Regions from separate parts of the Anser cygnoides genome. Here region 2 is linked to region 1. A link is a contact called in public Hi-C data. All regions are on one chromosome and are shown on one strand. Each heading gives the region's core, a stretch centred on a gene start, on an enhancer-like site or on the middle of the called end of the contact. The rest is flanking DNA. Distances are from core to core; before and after follow the strand shown.

Region 1 (5,694 bases), core at 2,978-5,477:
GAGAAATTAATGTATCTCAAAATTTAATACCCTTAATTTTAACAGATTTTTTTTTTTTATTGTGGTTCTACATAGGCAAGATAAATGCCAAAAAACTCAGTGCCTGTGTTTATCAGCTGAATGTGGGGAGTTTTTTCCTAGGCTTTAATTTAAAATACAAAAGACAGTTGGCGTATTCCTTCTGTAAGAAAGTTGCAACTCCTTTATTCATGTTAGCAGAAAAAGGCCCATTTGTGAGCCCTGGAAATTTCCATCTACAAGCAACACCTTCACTGGAGTCAGTGGATTTAAATTAATCCTCGATATAATTACACGTCACATCAGTAGCATCAGGGTTGATTTCAAAACTAAGCAAACACTTAAATCTCTTGTAAAACTTCTGTCCTATGATTTAGCTGCTGAGCTAAGAGCATGATAAGGATCCCAGAGAGGTGTGTTGGACAGCAGAAACAAAGTGCTGATCAAAGCCTAGCAAGAGCAGTGCAGAGTTTGTGTCACTCCTGGGTCTAACACTGGCAGGGTGTGCCTGTGTGTCCAGATAGTGATCTTGCCAATCCTGTGTGCTGGCTTTCTCTACTGAAGAGAGCAGGCACTGTTTTGTTAAACTCATTCCACAGGGCAACATACATTTGTTGTGCAGAAATTGATGTCAGGCTCCCCCTGCTCTTTGTTCGTCTCTTCTGGCACATGGGAACGTGGAGAATATCTGCCAGCATGTCTCTCACATTAGAACGGCATTTCCAGGGGAGTGGGGAAATAGACTTGTGGAAGATGCTCTACCTAACAAAATACCCACCTCAAACATCAGATTCTGACTCTCACCAAGGTCAAGGAGGACAGAAACCCTGTGATTAAGGCCTGTTTCTAAAGGACATTAGGACATTGGCAGGCATGTGCTGCTCCAAGAATGTGTTTCTAGATGAAGTGCTTTGTTTTTCTTACCAAGGTGGCCAATGGTTTGTTTTAGAGAAACTCTTCTCTCCTTGCTGTTGCCTGAACTACCCCGAAGGAAAGTTGAATATCAGTGGAGGCAACCTGGGCTGGTCAGGGGTTCCTGGGCTGGAACCTCGCCAGATCAGAGAGCAGATGGAGCTCATGACCCCACTGAGAGCAGCTCGTGTCCCCACTGAGAGCAGGGAGCGGGGACTTTGAGGTCTCCAGCCTTCCCAAAGCATTAATTCTCAAGCTGGAGCCTCACCTGACAGATTGACTCTCAACAAGATTCATGGTCCCAGTGCCTAGCCTGTCTCTTGGATACCTACCCAGGTTTCTAAGCCTCAGGTTTTTAATCCTGAAGCCCTTCTTCTCTCCAGCCAATAGTGTTACAGTCACTCCACTTGCCTTGGGAGTTTCTGGTGCAGTAGCTGTCCTCAAAGGGAAAAGCAAGAGAGAATTACACAGACAGGCATGCTCTGTCCTAGAAACAACAAAAATGAATAACTCCAATCTTGCAGCTAAACCTCCAACCTTTACTCAGGCCCTTCCCATTTCCTTGCAATGATATGGCCTGCTTGACTTCAGTTGGGTCTGTTCACCTGCCTTTATTTACCAGTGCTACTTCCCAGGTGTAACAGGAAACTCACGGTTGATTTATGAATGTTCTTACGGACAGATTGGGGAGACAGCAAACCTAGAGGTTGGTAGAAAGCAAGTGCTTGGGGATGCAGGTGACTCGGGACCCCTGTGTAAGCTGATATATTTAATCTTAATATTAGGGCTGAAGCTTATGCTTTCCTTAATTTTGTTAGGAGATGCTGTATCTAGGACCCATCAAGGCCTGTTTACAGTAAGTTAGGACATATTAATGAAAGAGTTTTGGGGTGCTGTGCACAAGCACAAAGATGCATTTGTTTATTAGTCATTAATTTGTACGTGTTGATATAAACCAGAATTTTAAGAGGTCTGGCTGAAACATCCATGTTCAACAGCTCCATTTGTGTGCTTTTCAGATAAATGTTGTTATTGATAATCCAGACTGTTAGCCATCTAGCCTAGGTAGTATGGACTAGATTCACACAAGGACTTGGAAGCCCCTGCACTGGGCATCCTGGCATCTGGGTTCACCACGTTGGGTCCGAGGTTCTCTGTTCACTGCACAAGAGGTTCCTCAAAACACCATTCACAAAATCAGCCACCAGGGGGCTACGTAAGCTTGGAAATAATGAGAAAACAAGGAAATAATGAGAAGCAAGTTGAAAAATCCATCTATCTCTACTGCCTTATCCTGAGTGAGCTGCTGACCCTGTAAAGATTGTATTGGGTTTGTGTGGAAAGGTTTTGGTAGCAGCAGGCTGCAGGGGTGGCCTCTGTGAGCAGATCCCAGCAGCTGCCCCATGTCAGATAAAGGCCAGTTCCACACAGCTCCAAAGGGACCTGTTGCTGCCCAGAGCTGAGCCAGTAAGTCATACTGTTTGCACCTCTGGGAGAGCAGATTTAAGAAAGGGAAACAAATATCTGCTGTGCAACAGCAGCTGGGAGAGCGAGGAGTGAGAACCAGCCCTGCAGCCCCCAAGGTCAGTTCAGAAGGAGGTCAGGAGGTACTCCAGGCATGGAGCAGAAGTTCCCTGCGGCCTGTGGAGAGGCCCCTGGTGGAGCAGGCTATCCCCCTGCAGCCCATGGGTCCCACATGGAGCAGATCTCCACACTGCAGCCCGTGGAGGAGCCCCCGGTGGAGCAGGTGGATGTGGCCTGGAGGAGGCTGTGGCCCATGGAGACCCCTGGAGGAGCAGGCCCTGGGCCGGAGCTGCAGCCCGTGGAGAGGAGCCCACGCAGGAGCAGGGGGTCTGGGGGGAGCTGCCGCCCGTGGGGAACCTATGTTGGAGCAGTTGGCTCCTGACAGATGTGCCCCATGGTACAGACCAATGTAGGAGCAGTTGTTGCCTTGTGGGCAGCCCACGCAGGACCAGTTCGGGAAGGATGGCATCCTGTGGGAGGGACCCCACGTGGAGCAGGAGCAGAGAGTGACCCTGAAGGAGCAGCAAAGACAAAGCATCAGGGACTGACTGCAGCCCTCATTCCCCGTTCCCCTACACTGCTTGGTGGGAGGAGGTAGAAGAGGGTGAATGGGGGGAAGGTGTTTGTAGCTTGCTTTTAGTTTCTCACTGCACTAGTCTGCTAGTGATAGGCAATAAATTATATTAATCTCCCTATTCTGAGCCTGTTTTGCCCATGACAGTAATTGTTGTATGATCTCCGTGTCCTTATCTCAATCCTTGAGCCGTTTTCATTGCATTTTCTCCCCCTTTCCCTTTGAGTGAGAGAGCGGCTTTGGTGGAGCTCGGCTGCCCAGCAAGGTAAAACCACCACAAAGGTATGAGCGGTGGACATTCAGGCTTGGGTGGTTTACTTGGTATAGTGGATGGTGATGTTGATATACATATGTTATGCTCTCCTTATCTTGAAAAGGTGTTGGGACTTTGGCTGCTGGTGAAGAAAAAAGTACTGGAAGATTATTCAGTAGACTCCTTGCTCCCCCCCCCCCCCCCCCCCCCCCCCCCCCCCCCCCCCCCCCCCCCCCCCCCCCCGTTGTTACTTATCTTCCTTCCAGGACCTAAAGGGGGCCTACAGGAGAGCTGGGGAGGGACTCTGTCACAGAGTGTAGTGGTAGGATAAGGGGGAATGGCCGTAAACTAAAAGAGAGGAGATTTAGATTAGATATGAGGAGGAAATTCTTCACTCAGAGGGTGGTGAGGCCCTGGCACAGGCTGCCCAGAGAAGCTGTGGATGCCCCATCCCTGGAGGTGTTCAAGGCCAGGCTGGATGGGGCTTTGGGCAACCTGATCTGGTGGGAGCTGTCTCTGCCCATGGCAGGGGGTTGGAACCAGATGGTCTTTAAGGTCCCTTCCAACCCGAGCCATTCTGTGGTTCTGTGATTCTATAATCTTGCTGATTATGGGCAAAAGAGCGGTACATATACATCATAATGTGATAAGGACAAGCTCACGGAAGGGCGGAACTAACCAAAACCAGACTTGCACGCAGTCTTTGCTGAGGAGAGGCACTGAAAACAACACCGCGTTTACAACATTTGGTGGCTTTTATTTTCGCGATCCCCACCCGCCCCGCTGCTCCTGCGGGACCCGGTGGCGGCAAAGACCCAACAGCCGTGGGCGGAATCCCTGAGGCCCTCAGCCTCCAGCCTGCCCCCCTTCCCCGGTGGCTCTCCCCCCGCCGCCGCTCCCGACCCCTCCCAGCCTCCGCGGTGCTGTGTGGTGCGGGCGCCCTCTGGCGGGAGAGGAGCGATGCTCGGCGCTGATTGGCGGGGCGCGGAGCGGCGGGGCGGGGCGGCGGGGAGGCGCGGCGCTGATTGGCGGGGCGGCGTGGCTGTCGGCTGGGGTGGAGGGCAGCGATGGGCGCCGGGCTCAGCACGGTGAGCGGTGGGGGGGGGGGGGGGCGGCCGGGTCCGGCATTTTGGGGCGAAGGTTTTGGGGGAGAGGGAAGGGGTTGCGGCTGCCCGCGGCGCTGGGGATGGGGCGGATGGCCAGGCGGTGGTGACCGGCCCTGGCTCCGCCGATGTAGGGCCTGCAGAGCCTCCGGATCTCCCCCCAGCCGTTAGTTCTCTGTTTCTGCCCATCAGCTCCGTTAGGGCCCAGCTCGCAGCGCACCTGGGCTGTTCCTCCCCGGGCTCCTCCCAGGAGGTTTTTTCACGACCTGACCGCGAGTCACGAATTACCTTCCCCGAGGCTAACGTGGTGCTAAAGCTGTTCCTCAAAATTAAAGTTTGTTCTGCTGAAACAGGCTCTGATCTGGTCAATGGCTTCAGAAAGGGAAGGATTTGATAGCCCACAGCTGCTTCTTTGCTCATTTCAGATAGCTATGTGTTTAAATCAAATTAGCTTATTTTAACATGTTCATATCTCATCTGAGACATCATCTGTTGCCGATTCAGCTTGCTGTCTCCACTAGACTCAGTCACCGGTTGCAGTTCTCATTAGGGGTTTATTTGCTGCTCTGTCATTGTCCTAAGCAACCTCCCCATCCTTTTTTTTTCATGGCTCAATAGCAAAAATTCTTCCTAGAGCTGAAGTAATATGATGGGTCTGCGGAAATTAAGGAATAAGTTTCTTGTAAACTTCAGCTAATTTAGAAACATCCTCTGTCTGGCTATTTCAGTATTTTCAAATAAAAGTGAAAAATGCAGTGTGTGTGTGGTATGGTATGCTTTCAAGTTAAACCAGCTGCTGATATCTTTTATATCTGTACAGCAGAATTTTAAGAAGAGAGATTTTATGCTGTCTTTCCTTTTAATTTTGCACTTGCCATAGTTTCAGTAATTATATTGGATATCTTATATCCTCCCAACAGCTGTGTCAGGCTCAGAGAGATGTGATTCCAAAATGCTGGCCAGGTCCCTCTAAAACAAAAATGAAAGTAGAAGCTGGTTGTACAGGACTTCCAGCTCTTCCAAGAATAATCAAGAGCACCGCACGCAGTCAAAGTATTTTGCAAAATTTTTATTTTCAGTTCTATCTCCGTCACCCCCCTTTTTTTATATATATAGGTATCGTGGAAGAATGCTGCTGCAGTCACGCTGTTTCACTGCCCTGAGTTAAAACCTGGAACAGCAAATGAGGGTCAGAGAGGATTTTTACCCTGAGCATTACCTGGATGCGGTCACTCCCAGCCCCATCCAGGAGAGTGGAGGGCTTGTGAAGGATTATATCTATGGGTGCACTGGCAGGCGGGGAGCCACGA
Region 2 (5,243 bases), core at 897-3,396, 160 kb after region 1:
AATTTCCTTGCACATCAATGACCAAATTAAAAATACCTATTAAAGTCTGATCACTTAGGAGGAAAATATAATCCAGTCATCTCATACATCATATGCCTAATTCCCACATCAGGGACTGCAGTTCTTGACATACAAACCCACTGGTTTAAAACCCCTGGAACAGGTTAGAAGTTCTGTCTGATGAAAAACTTTCTGCCACAAAAACATCAGTCACAAGGCTCTTCCAAGTGACTGGAAGATCCATCTTCCAAATTCCTTGATCCAAAAATACCCGAACAACTTTGACTCTGCTTTTGAGTAGGACAGTCATAAGGGTTAGCAAATGTCTCACCAAATCCTGGAAGCCTTATTCCCTATTACCCGGTCTTTAAGGCCATAGCTCGATTAAAGCAAGACACCAAAACGAGGCTGAAGGCAGCAACCAGAGGAGTAACTTTCCAGTCCTTCTAAAAAGGGCCATGCTTACTAACATAAACGAACTGTTCCAGTAGTACAAGTTACACTCAGCAGTGTCCAACTCCTTTCAGATTGATAAGGTGGTGTTTCAATATCTGTTATTAGATAATCCACAGAAACCCAACATCAATAATTACAAAAATGCAGCTGTGGGTGGATTTGCGCAAGGGGGTTGATTATTCAGTGAAATTGATTGCATGAAAAGGCAGCAGTTATACCAGCCTAAGTGAGAAATGATCCAGCCTAAGTACTTCAAAATGTTTTCCTCTCAGACTATCAATAACCATCTTCACCATTTTTAAAGTTAATACCTCTAATGCTTATTACCAAAAACTGAAATACCATTAAAGCACTTGTGATAAGAAAGCTTACCAGAATGAGTAGATGCTCACAAGGTTAAATATGACAAAGATGGAGACAGAGAAGAACCAACAATCCAACCCCCTTTGCTTTATCACAGAGCAATTGAGAGACCCCATTCCACAGCCCCAGTCATACAAGCACTTCGCCTGCAGCATGGCAGTAAGGCAGTGAATTGCATTTCAGGTTATTTATACAAGTAGTTGTCCTGACTGTCTTTTTTTTTTTTTTAATAAAATTATTTTTCCTGCAACTGTATCTGGAGCTTCACTTCATTTGATCTTTTTGTTTATCTGCAAACTTGCACAACGTTGGACTCTTTCCCATGGCTTTCCACCAAAGTAACTGTAAGAACCCTGAAATAATGACCTTTGATTTCTGAGATACACAACACATGTTTTTATACTGGAAACTTGACATTCCTTCTAGAATTTGGATACAAAATGCCCCAAAAGTTAAAACAAACTAAACACGTGTTCACCTTTTTTTTTTCCCCCCAAAGATAATCTAGGAGCATGCTGTAAATTACTGTAATAAACCACAAGCAGGATAGCTCCGAAGAACTATGATTTAAGAAGTTTTGAAGCTGTGGGTTCATAAAGAAGGACTGTCATAAAAAACTAAGTCATCATGAGAGAGACAAAACACAGAGACAGAAGATGAGAAACAACTGTTTGCTGTCTCTTCCAGTACAAGCAGCAGTGATCCACAAATGAACTAGCAATCCGTAAATGAAGCTGGCGGGAGCCAAAACAGATAAGAGCTCTTCCTGCAATATGAAGGTAGTTTCCGTGGGGTCAACGCAGGGAGTTCAAACACACACACTTGGAATAGACATCCCTCGGGCTTTACCAAACAGACACACCAAATGAAGCTGAGGAACTCCCCTGAGCTGAAAGCAGTTAAAGCTGTTGCTGCATTTACCCTATTCTTTTCTTTAGGAGTTGACTCATGCCCGTTGCTGCCCACAGAAGAGTGGGCAGTCTTAAATGCTGTAGCTGCTCCTACCTTCCACACAGAACGAAGCACAACTAGCCTGGTGCCCTTCTGAGCTCACTTCTGCAGAATAAGTGTTTAGCAGGTGACTGTACCTTGCAGAAGCAAGACTAAATTCACCTGCCTGGTTTGTTATTGTTTTTCAAAAAGAGAAGATTTACTATCTCTCAAATGACAACAAAAGCATTAACTGATACTGCATCTGTATTTGTCCTGAAAAAGAGGTATTCTTGAAGGCCTTGCAAGTCAAACGTGCACAAAGATGAGGAATTAAGAAACCAATTTGCTTATTATCCTATTTAGACAAAAAAAGTCTAAGGATGGAACCACTCCTGTTGAAGAATTTTTAATAAACTCAAAATTGTTTTTGCCTAAATACTAAAGCCCAGTAGTATAGTATTCTATATGGTTTAGCCTCATCTGTAAGATTTATGCAAGAAGCAGTCTTTAAAGTGAGATTTAAAACCATTGCAAATTAACTCAAATATTGTATTATTCAAAGTTCTGCTGATCTTTTTACAGTCCTTCCTAGAAACACATTGATATACTTCATTGTTACAAAAGAGTCTATTAATTATGTAATTTTCTCTCAGTCGTGCCAAAGTTCCCTAAATTTTGTAGGACAGATTGCAGATGTCAGGTCATGTACGCTTGAGATCTGGCAAATGTTGTGGAAGTAAACATTTACCTCACAGATAGGACCAGCACTATGAGAGCAACAACCAGGAAGATTTTTCCCACAAACTTATTATTTCCAAAGATTGCGTATTTCTAGAGATTTTGACAGGAAAACAACCAAAGGATAAAAAGTTGTATGTAGTAACTGCCCATACATATGAACTTATCCTTCAATTAATCAGACATTCTGATTCATTACCCTTTTACTCCCATTTCTCTCCCATTTAACAAAGTAAAAACACTTCGCAGAAGCTGACACATAACATACGCAGCTCACAGGGCCCTTAAATTAAAAATAAAAACAAAAATATGTAGTAGGCTGGTATAGTTTGGCAGCAGCTCCCCAGGACCTCATGTAAGGAGAGCTGTAGAGACAGGAACAGCATCAGTGAAACTGCTCTTCGATACTTCCAAGAGACATGAACATTTTTGACATGCCTCCGTTCCTCACAAGGAAGATATGAACTTTCTGAAAGCAATTAGGCTATGAAGAACCCAGAAAATTCAATGACGACAGCCAACTGCCACAGTATAGGGAGCTATTCAGACCAATCTTTTAGAAATGAGGTACACACAGAACATATTACAGCAGCACAAGCTGTCTTTCAGCAGCTCATTCACCACTCCGCTTACCTTCTTCTGGATCCTCTAATTGTGCTGTTCTGAAACATGGCTTTACAGCTTCTAACCTGCAAGAACCTATTCCCCAACTACCTCTGTGACCTCCATATTTGTGCAGAATAAAAATATTCTCATATTGGATGGGAAATAAAATGATTATCTTCAGAGAAATCCCAAGTGGCACAACGCTTTCCAGCTGATGATTACTTCCTGGAATTTCAGGACATTTTGTGAACTTACATGGTGTATGTCAGGCTACAAAAAAGAAGCAAAAGACTAAGTGAAAGAGGCCAAAGTCAGGCCAAAGTCAGGCTTTGAGGAAAAGCAGCATCACTTCCACACGAGTATATTCTTCATTTCAGCTTGGATCACAAATAGGAACACACTACAGTCAGCAACCAGTGAAATGACAGATTTCAGCCTATGGTGCTTGCAAGTAAATGAAAAAAGTGACCCTCGCTAGGGACTTAAGCTACCAGAATCCACATTAGTTCAAACTCCCCATTTAAGTATTTAGAGAATGAGCCTGGGATCTGAAAGCACAAGTACTTTATGTTTAAATTCAATGAGCAGATAGAATTATGTGCAGACTAACAGCTGTGCATAAAAATAACATTTTATTAACCTGATTTCATCACATCTTCCAATAACCTGTACCAACTTAAAAAAATCTGTCCTTATCTTACTAGAATTGTATTGTTGTACAAAGAGAAATAAGCACATAACTACCTCAACTGTATTCAAAAGTACATAAAAATTTCACCTCTTTATTCATCATAAATATTTTCAAATGACACTTTTTGTTCTACGACTTCTTTAAACCAGAAAATTTTGCAAACATTAAAGGGAAAATCTAAAAATGAATTGAGACATACAATATTGATCACTGACTGCAAATGACTGTTACATTTTTTTAATTATTCTTATTAATATTTTTAGGAAAATGCAGTAAGAATCCAAACCAGTGGTTTAACTCTGGAAGGTTATATAGATCTTGTTATATAAGTATTATGTTCCTTCAATAACAACATCTACACTATTTTCGAACTAATCAAGAATAAAAAATAAACCATGTTGTAAAGAGTCTGTGCAATATTAAGTCATGTATTTACTTATTTCTCTGGTGCTAGCCACAGTACTTCTTATTTTATTTATAATTGATTTTTACCTTAATGGTCAAAAACATAGAAAAGGGAAAATACATTTCACAATGGCAAAAATTGCAATTCTTATTTTACAGTTGTACAATTCGATTGATTTTTAGAAAATGCTCGTTTATTCACTTTAAATGCTTGTTTATTCACTTTGCTTTATGATATAGTCCCAAATTCATTTTCTGTGAAGAAACAGAACAGTTTATTCCAATAAAGCCAAACAACAAGTAATTTTGGCCCCACGTCTTTAAAAAACTGTGAATGCAGGAAATGACATGCAAGTTCAGTGCAAAATATCTACAGACCGAAAAACAAAATAAATCCAACAAGTCACTCTAGAAAACTTGTACAAGATCTCACCAAAAATTCATCATTTCTGAAACAATCCATATCTATGAGATATAAAGCTGCTCTGTCAAAGCATAACAAGTCAATGTATGACAAAATTTTGTATTCATTCATGAAAGGGTAGTCATCCAACAGTAGAAGCATGACATCTGGCGGCTACTTCGAAAAGTTATCTTTTGTTCACACTTCTGCCTTTGTAAAATCTGAAACGGGCTGCCTATTGCTCATCTTTACAGTTCAAACAAATGTAAGAGTGCTTATGGCGGTACCTGTGGTCAAGTTTTAATGTTTGTATTAATAAAAGATGCACATATATCAAACATCTTCAAAGGTTTTCCTTTCATTACCTGGATTAATTAAAAAAAATCTATGCTTTTATGATATATAAGTCATACACACATTTATCTATACCTTTAATATCAGAAAGAAAAAGATCCACTTTATATATTAATGCTATATTGTTTTAAAGCAACCTATTTAACGCCATGTTCTTGAGTAATCTGCTGTAACTGGTATACAGGTCTTGGAAAAGCTGTTCCTCAGAAGAAGATCATTCTATATAGCGTTTACTTACAGACAGCACTATATTACACACGTATTTTAAAAAGTCACAGACTCAAGACATATGAA

Evidence for each region. A called contact is a pair of places that touch in the nucleus more often than the background predicts.
Region 2: a contact with region 1 is called in a Hi-C map of liver, with 1.5 times the contacts expected there. The contact joins the enhancer-like site here to the promoter of CYB5R3 in region 1. A contact is called at or near these places in 3 of 7 Hi-C or Micro-C datasets (granulosa cells and liver).

Annotation. Positions count from the first base shown.
Region 1 is chr1:76,182,857-76,188,550 of Taihu_goose_T2T_genome, forward strand. CYB5R3 (cytochrome b5 reductase 3) reads left to right here and starts at 4,228. Exons shown (of 9, transcript XM_066990345.1): 1 at 4,228-4,369. The coding sequence starts at 4,349.
Region 2 is chr1:76,340,010-76,345,252 of Taihu_goose_T2T_genome, forward strand. It overlaps BMAL2 (basic helix-loop-helix ARNT like 2), which reads right to left. Exons shown (of 16, transcript XM_066990332.1): 16 at 3,710-5,243. Among named protein-coding and RNA genes, the nearest start is that of PPFIBP1, 22 kb to the left of the region's middle. Within about 2 kb of position 2,147, at least 1 of the 3 cell types and tissues checked has open chromatin away from gene starts, as enhancers often do. A contact at or near this core is called in liver, where this site is marked.